Regions from separate parts of the Gossypium hirsutum genome. Here region 2 is linked to region 1. A link is a contact called in public Hi-C data. All regions are on one chromosome and are shown on one strand. Each heading gives the region's core, a stretch centred on a gene start, on an enhancer-like site or on the middle of the called end of the contact. The rest is flanking DNA. Distances are from core to core; before and after follow the strand shown. Region 1 holds the start of LOC107896835 (WD repeat-containing protein PCN). Region 2 has its middle 7.5 kb from the start of LOC107895569.

Region 1 (3,377 bases), core at 233-2,732:
AATGAGAAATTAATAAGCAAGCATTCCCAGAATTATCATATTACCATATGAATAAACTGTTGTCATAAAAGAACATGCAGCATATTCACTTAAAGACAAACTTACCCATTGCTACTCCCTGAATATATCCTGTTTGAGTCATGACTCCAGGTCACACTTAGAGCACGTCCTGCAAATAGTATTAGCACCTATAAGCTCCGACTAAAACTAAAAGCAATAACCTTGGAAGAATTTTTGCTCAGGTGTAGATATCTCACCACTAACCCTAGGCAATGATTTTTGGTAGATTAACTTATCAAGATCAGAAATAGTGTACATTCGCACAGCTCCATCATCACAAGCAATTGCTACACGTCTATCTTCCATAACTAGTTTCTGATAAACTTGTTCTGAGTCTGAAACATCTCCACTTTCACAGTTTTCATCATCATCAGTATCATTGCATTCATATTTATCATTCAAATAACCATTTCCAAAATTCTGAGACCTAGTCTCTTCATGAGTTGGCAGTCTATTAATCGGTGCCACAGCCATCTGCCAGATTGAAACTCCAATTGACTCTAGCACAATCTGCATAAGGGTTTAATAACATAAATAAACAATGAATACAAGATAACTTCTATTCAAAGCTTCTTGCACACTAGAAGGGTAATGTGAAAGAAAGGAAGAAAGAAAGAAACCCATTCAATGGGAGTCTATCAACAAAATCTACGTAACCATATATCACTCTCATTGAATCATAGCAGTATCTCATACTTCAACCAACATAAACAATTAAGCCTACAACAAGGCAACCGGAAGAAAATGATAAGAGAGGGACTCAGAACTCGGGTACAATCTCATTATTCAAAAAGGCCATAAGTAATTAATATAAATGTTTCATTGAGGTTGGAGAGGTTAGAATCATCCAATAAACCCCGTTGGATTTAACCAATAGGTTAATACGACAGAGAATACCACAAATGGCAAAAGCGAGGAAAAATAATGAAAAGTAACCTTCTGCTTCAAGTCGAAAAGATCCCATTCCGAGACTGAGCCATCAATACTCGAGGAGAACAACCTGCCAGGAGACGGGCCTTTTGAACCAACGCAACACCACACCAGCGAGGAAACTCGACAAGTAGAATCCCCATGAATAGTCTACACAAAGCCACCAATAAATTAAACTGAACTAAAACGAAAAAGATATAGTAATAACATGGAAGAAGAAAAGTTGAGGGTACCAGCTGCTTATGCCAGCCAACAGAGCCTGGAGAGACAAGCCAAATCTCGAGGGAGCCATCCTCACGAGCGGCCGCAACCTGAGAGTCGTCGGGGCTGGTAGCAAGGGCGACAACCGGAGACGGCTTCCAGTCGATTGAGCTGGTTCGGTAAGCTTTGGGGAGCATTGTGGCTGGGGCGGCTGCAATCCTTGGAGGCCAATTTCAGGGTAGAAAGCAGTAAATAAAACTCTAGGCGATGCACAGATGTACATATATATACCTAGTAGGAAACCTCCGATCTAATATTATAATATCATTTAATTAATGCATTATGACTTATTTGACCTTCTAACTTTAATAAAAAATCATTTTAGTCCTCATTTAGTTTTTAGTCTTTTTTAACTTTAAAACATCTAGTTGTTGATGTGACATACACATGGTTTGTCATGTGAATACTATGTTAGTAATTAATTAAATTTTAAAAATTTTAAAAAATCTAATATAAATTATAAAATAATATTTTTTTAATCTTTTTAATTTTAAAAAATAAATTAATTACTTATGTGACATACAAGTCAACTATCACGTGGATGGTCATTAAAGTTAACAGCTATTAACTTTTTCACCTATTTTGGGTGATCTGACCAACAATACAAGTTAAAAGGTTATTTTATATGAAAAACTAAAATTGACTTTTTCAAAAAAATTGAAGGGCCAAATGAGTTATTATGCCTTTAATTAATATTATTTTATATCTTTTTTACTAATAATTTCTTTCTAAAAAAATATTACTCTTTTTTAAAAATTTTGATGCCAATTTTATAAATATTTTTTGAAAGCTATTTCATGATAGATTTATAATTTTTTATATTTTTTATTCAAAAATAGATGTTAAAAATAAAATTAGAAGTTAAAATGTGAGAAGCTCAATCCAACAGAGTCCCATTCATCGAACCACGAGTAAAATGATAAAAAAAATTATATTAGGTTTTTATTGACATTGATATTAAGGTTAATCCTTAAATAACCATTATTCTTTATCCTTTATAAAAAAAATAGTAATGAAAATGCATAAACGTATAATTTTTTAATAATAAAAATTATTTGATTTTATTTTCTATTAATAATAAAAATATTTTATTTTCTATTGGTTCACTTATCTTTATTTAAATTTAATTTAATTTATTATATTAGTAACATTCTTATTTATTTTTATCATAATATTAGACATTAACTTAATTACTATTTAGTAATTGTTTTTTAGGGTAAACTATAAGGATACTCACTCAATTATGCACTTAGTTCTATTTTAATTATCCAACAATCTTTTTTCATTTTAGTCACTTAATTTTCGAAATTAAATATTTTAGTCACTCTTCCATTAGTTGCCATTAACTCAATAACGGAAGTCTGACATGGGCTTTTCTTATTAGCATAATAACAAATTTAGCCCTCCAATGTTACACGTTCTATTAATTTGGTTCCAAATCTAAAAATTCAACAAATTTAGCTCTTAATGTTTACAAAACTTGTCATTTTAGTTCTGATTCTAAAAAAATTCAATATATTTAGCCCTCAACATTTACAAAATTTGTCAATCTAGTTCTAATTCTAAAAATTCCAAATTAAAAAGAAAAATTTTAAAATTTCATTTTTTGATAAAAATTATAAAAAAAACTTCAAAAATGTAAAAATTATTATAAATAAATAAAACACGTGTATTAAAAAATAAAAAAATACAAACAGAAAAGAAAAAAGATATTAAATTACTTTAAAGCTTTCCTTCAAATAAATTTAGGTTTTCCATCAACTCGCCCATGGATCTTATTGGATGTTGCTAGTAGAAGTCAGGCTACACGTTAGCTTTTCCCATTAAAATAAACAATGCTCAACAACTCCGACCATAACCTTGGAATCCAAAATGCAATTGGTATACGACCTCCATAAGCCCTACATGTGTTCTTTTTCAAGAGGACTTGCAACATCAAGTGGTTCCACAATAAGCCCAACGAACCTCCGTAGGTGGAGCGCATGGAGTCTCGAGCCCATGGATTGTTTAACCATCCTAAGATATCGTGACACCAACCTATGAGGTCACATCACCGCCCCTATAAGAAAACATGATATGACCCTGTTGCTAGTAAGATCTTGACACGTGGCATGTATCTACCTCCT
Region 2 (3,383 bases), core at 663-3,162, 110 kb after region 1:
ACCTCTACTACACAATTGAAGCAAAGATTATCATCTCTGCTCACACTAGGATTCAAACACAAAACCTTAGGCAAGCTAACACCTTACCACTTGAACCAGCAAGCTCATTCTGATATTAGCTTACCAAAAATATAACAAAAGCCCACCTAAAAGGGATAAAGGTAGGATAAAAAATAACATATTTTCTAAAAATGGGACTTGAACCCAAGACCTTAACACAAAATCAGAACAGTTAGCCACTAAAATAGATACATATTTATATCAAAATTCTCAAAAACAAAATTAAATAATTCAGAGCGTTAAAGACTTAATTGAAAGGGACTGTAACTCAACGAAAGTCTTAAACCACACTTAAAAAAAGAGAGTCACATTTATGAAAATAATTTGCTTATCATCTTAAAAAAATCTACCATAATTTTTTTTAAAAAACTATCATTATTTTCTTCTAAAAGATACTACTAATTAAAAAAATTATATATTATTTACATATTTTTCTTTCATCCACAAAATTTAGTATTGCAAGTTAATTTATGGAGTTAAAAAAATTAACATAATGATTTTTTTGTCCTTCCAACCTTATAAAAAAAATTATTTTAGCATTCTATTTGTTTTCCAACATTTTTTAGCACTGGAACTTGCATTGTTTGTCAAATCACCTGAAAATGGATGGAAAAATTTAACATTTGTTAACTTTGTTGACATGACATACATGTGAGTTTCACATGTATGTCACATTAGCAATTAATTAATTTTTTTAAATTTTAAAAAATATTAAAAAATAAATTTTTATATTTTTATACTTCTTTTATTTTTTTAAAATATTTTTTTTGAAATTTTAAATTTAAAAAATTTTAAATTTAAAAAATAATTAATTGCTGACGCGACATCTATGTGACAAAATGACATATGTGCCACATTAACAAAGTTAACAAGTGTTAATATTTTCATTTATTTTGAGGTGATTTGATAAAAAAACACAAGTGTGAAGACTAAAAAATGACTTAAAATTAAATAGAGGGCGAAAATGACCTTTTTTTTTATAAAATTAAAGGGTTAAATAAGTTATTATGCCGAAAAATTCCATAAATGAAGTTATGAATAATATATTAAAAAAATTAAGTATATTGCTAGTAGAGGGTGATACATTTTTTTTTATAAACAACACTAAAAGGGTGATAATTTTTTTTTATGATTGAGGTTTCTTTTATGCTTGTTTTATGATTCATACCGTTAATCTTTTTAAAGTTTATAGTTATTTCCCTTAACAATGCCATATATAAAAAATTAATACACGTTAAATATATAAATAAAACATATGATTATTTTTAATGACTTGATAAGTTTTAAAAAATAACTAATAATGCACATACCAAAAGCACACTCAATAAAAAAAATAGATTAAATAATTTTTTTTATCATACACTATTGGAAGGAGAGGAATGGGTGACAAAGTTTTTAATTTTAAATGCAATGCCAATTATTCTAATTTTTTATTAAGAGTAAAAGTAAGGATTGTTCAGGAATCGAATATGAAATTGATGTTAATTGAATATTTTAATATAAAACCTTTATTACTTTGTGTGTGATTTATTCCACTCACAAAAATAAATAATGATGTTTGAATTGGAATTGTAATGACCAATTTTGGCCCGGGCCCGCTAAAACCCCAATCACATATATACATATAAAATATCTACAAATAAATAAATGAATAAAATAAAGTCCATTTAGTTAGTGTCCTATTACAAGCCCAAACAGTCCACTAAAATTAATACCCTAGCCCATTTACAAAACAGTCCAAAGCTTCAAGGCCCAAAATAGCCCAAAAGTTGAAACAACTTCAGTAACCCTAGGTCACTCCTCCTTCCTGCGCCGCACCAGTAATCGGACAGTAGCTCCGTGCCTCTGTACGCCCTAACATTTTAGCAGCCACGCCCGAGCCAGCCCAATCCCGTACCCGAGCGCCACGCACCCTGTACCTGCAAAGAACGGACAAACGCACAACAAAACAAACAAAACAACGAAGAATATTGTATTTTTCGATTTATTTTTTATCATTTTTACCCCGATTCGGCTATAAAGCCAGGGGATTTCACCAGTTGTAAGGTTACGCACACAATCAATACATTTGAAATACCAAACACAAAAGAAATTAAAAGGTGAGATTCAGATTCTGGGTTCCTTTTTTTCTTTTTTCGTTTCCCCCTATTTTCTTGAACAAAGAAAAATTAAGGAGAAAAGAGGCAGAAGCTTTACCTTCGTGAGTGCGCCTTGGAGATCTCCATCCCCTTCGTCAATATCGAAGGCAGAGAGAGGGCTTTGTGGCTAAAGTCATTAAACCGTGGAGTCGAGTAGAAAGAAGGCTCCACCGTAGGATTTTATCCATCAATAGTCGTGGTGGATTAAAGGTCGAACGGCGGCTGAATGAGGGCAAGTACTTAGGGTTTCGGCTTCCCTTGTCTGCTTTGCTAAAATACTCCGATGTTTGGGCCGATTTTCCCTTCTAATTGAATGCATGGAGTGACGCTGTTTCAGGCTAAGTTCAATAGCCTTTGAAACGACGTCGTATGGACCCATCTGGCATGACCCGCACACGTGTGACCTGATCCGGGGAGGATCCGCGTGCTTCCCATTAATGGGAAATTTGCCTCTTAAGTCCTTCCCTTTTCGTCCCGCTTTCAAATCAGCTAACATTTGCATTTTTTTGTTTTTTTTAAATTTCACCCTGTAATTTCGCGCGTACTCGTACTTTGGTCCGAACCCGAGCGTTGCATTTCGGGGGTCTGGGTTATTTTCAGATTGGGTCCCTGCGCATTCGCAAGTGTTACACGCTGGTCCCTCTTTTTTTTTTAACAGCTTATTTTATTTAAAATTTTCTCTTTATTTTTAACATGATTTCAATTTAGTTTCTTTTAGATTCATTCCTTGTTTTTTACTCGTGTTCATTTATTCGTATAAATTGTGTCATTGGTATCATTTATTTACTTACTTATTTATAATTTTGGATAACCATATTTTCATACCTTATGTATTATTTTTTACGAATGTTTTTATACATATACTATTATGTAGATATGCATACATACTTTATAATAAGGTCAACTTTTAATTTCAAGCTTATTGTCAATATTATATTATTTTATATACATGAAGTTTTATTTAAGTATATTCTCATAATCATATTACGTAATTCTTATAATATATCTTTTAAATCATCGTTCTAAAACTCTTCTTGCATTAAGCCATTTTAATATTCTTATATAACCTCTTGTCTAAATATTAATATATACATATACATACATATACTTTGTATTAAAGCCTTTTTACATATATATGTATACTAGTATTAACCTTATATTATTTTTATACATGTGACTCCTTAA

Evidence for each region. Hi-C and Micro-C count contacts between places; a contact is called where the count stands out from the background.
Region 2: a contact with region 1 is called in a Hi-C map of leaf, with 4 times the contacts expected there. The contact joins the enhancer-like site here to the promoter of LOC107896835 in region 1. A contact is called at or near these places in 4 of 34 Hi-C or Micro-C datasets (leaf and seedling).

Annotation. Positions count from the first base shown.
Region 1 is chrA10:88,045,044-88,048,420 of Gossypium_hirsutum_v2.1, forward strand. LOC107896835 (WD repeat-containing protein PCN) reads right to left here and starts at 1,483. Exons shown (of 11, transcript XM_016822124.2): 1 at 1,224-1,483; 2 at 997-1,140; 3 at 258-570; 4 at 106-169. The coding sequence starts at 1,388.
Region 2 is chrA10:88,155,614-88,158,996 of Gossypium_hirsutum_v2.1, forward strand. No RefSeq gene overlaps it. Among protein-coding and RNA genes, the nearest start is that of LOC107895569, 7.5 kb to the right of the region's middle. Within about 2 kb of position 1,913, at least 9 of the 9 cell types and tissues checked have an H3K27ac peak or open chromatin away from gene starts, as enhancers often do. A contact at or near this core is called in leaf, where this site is marked.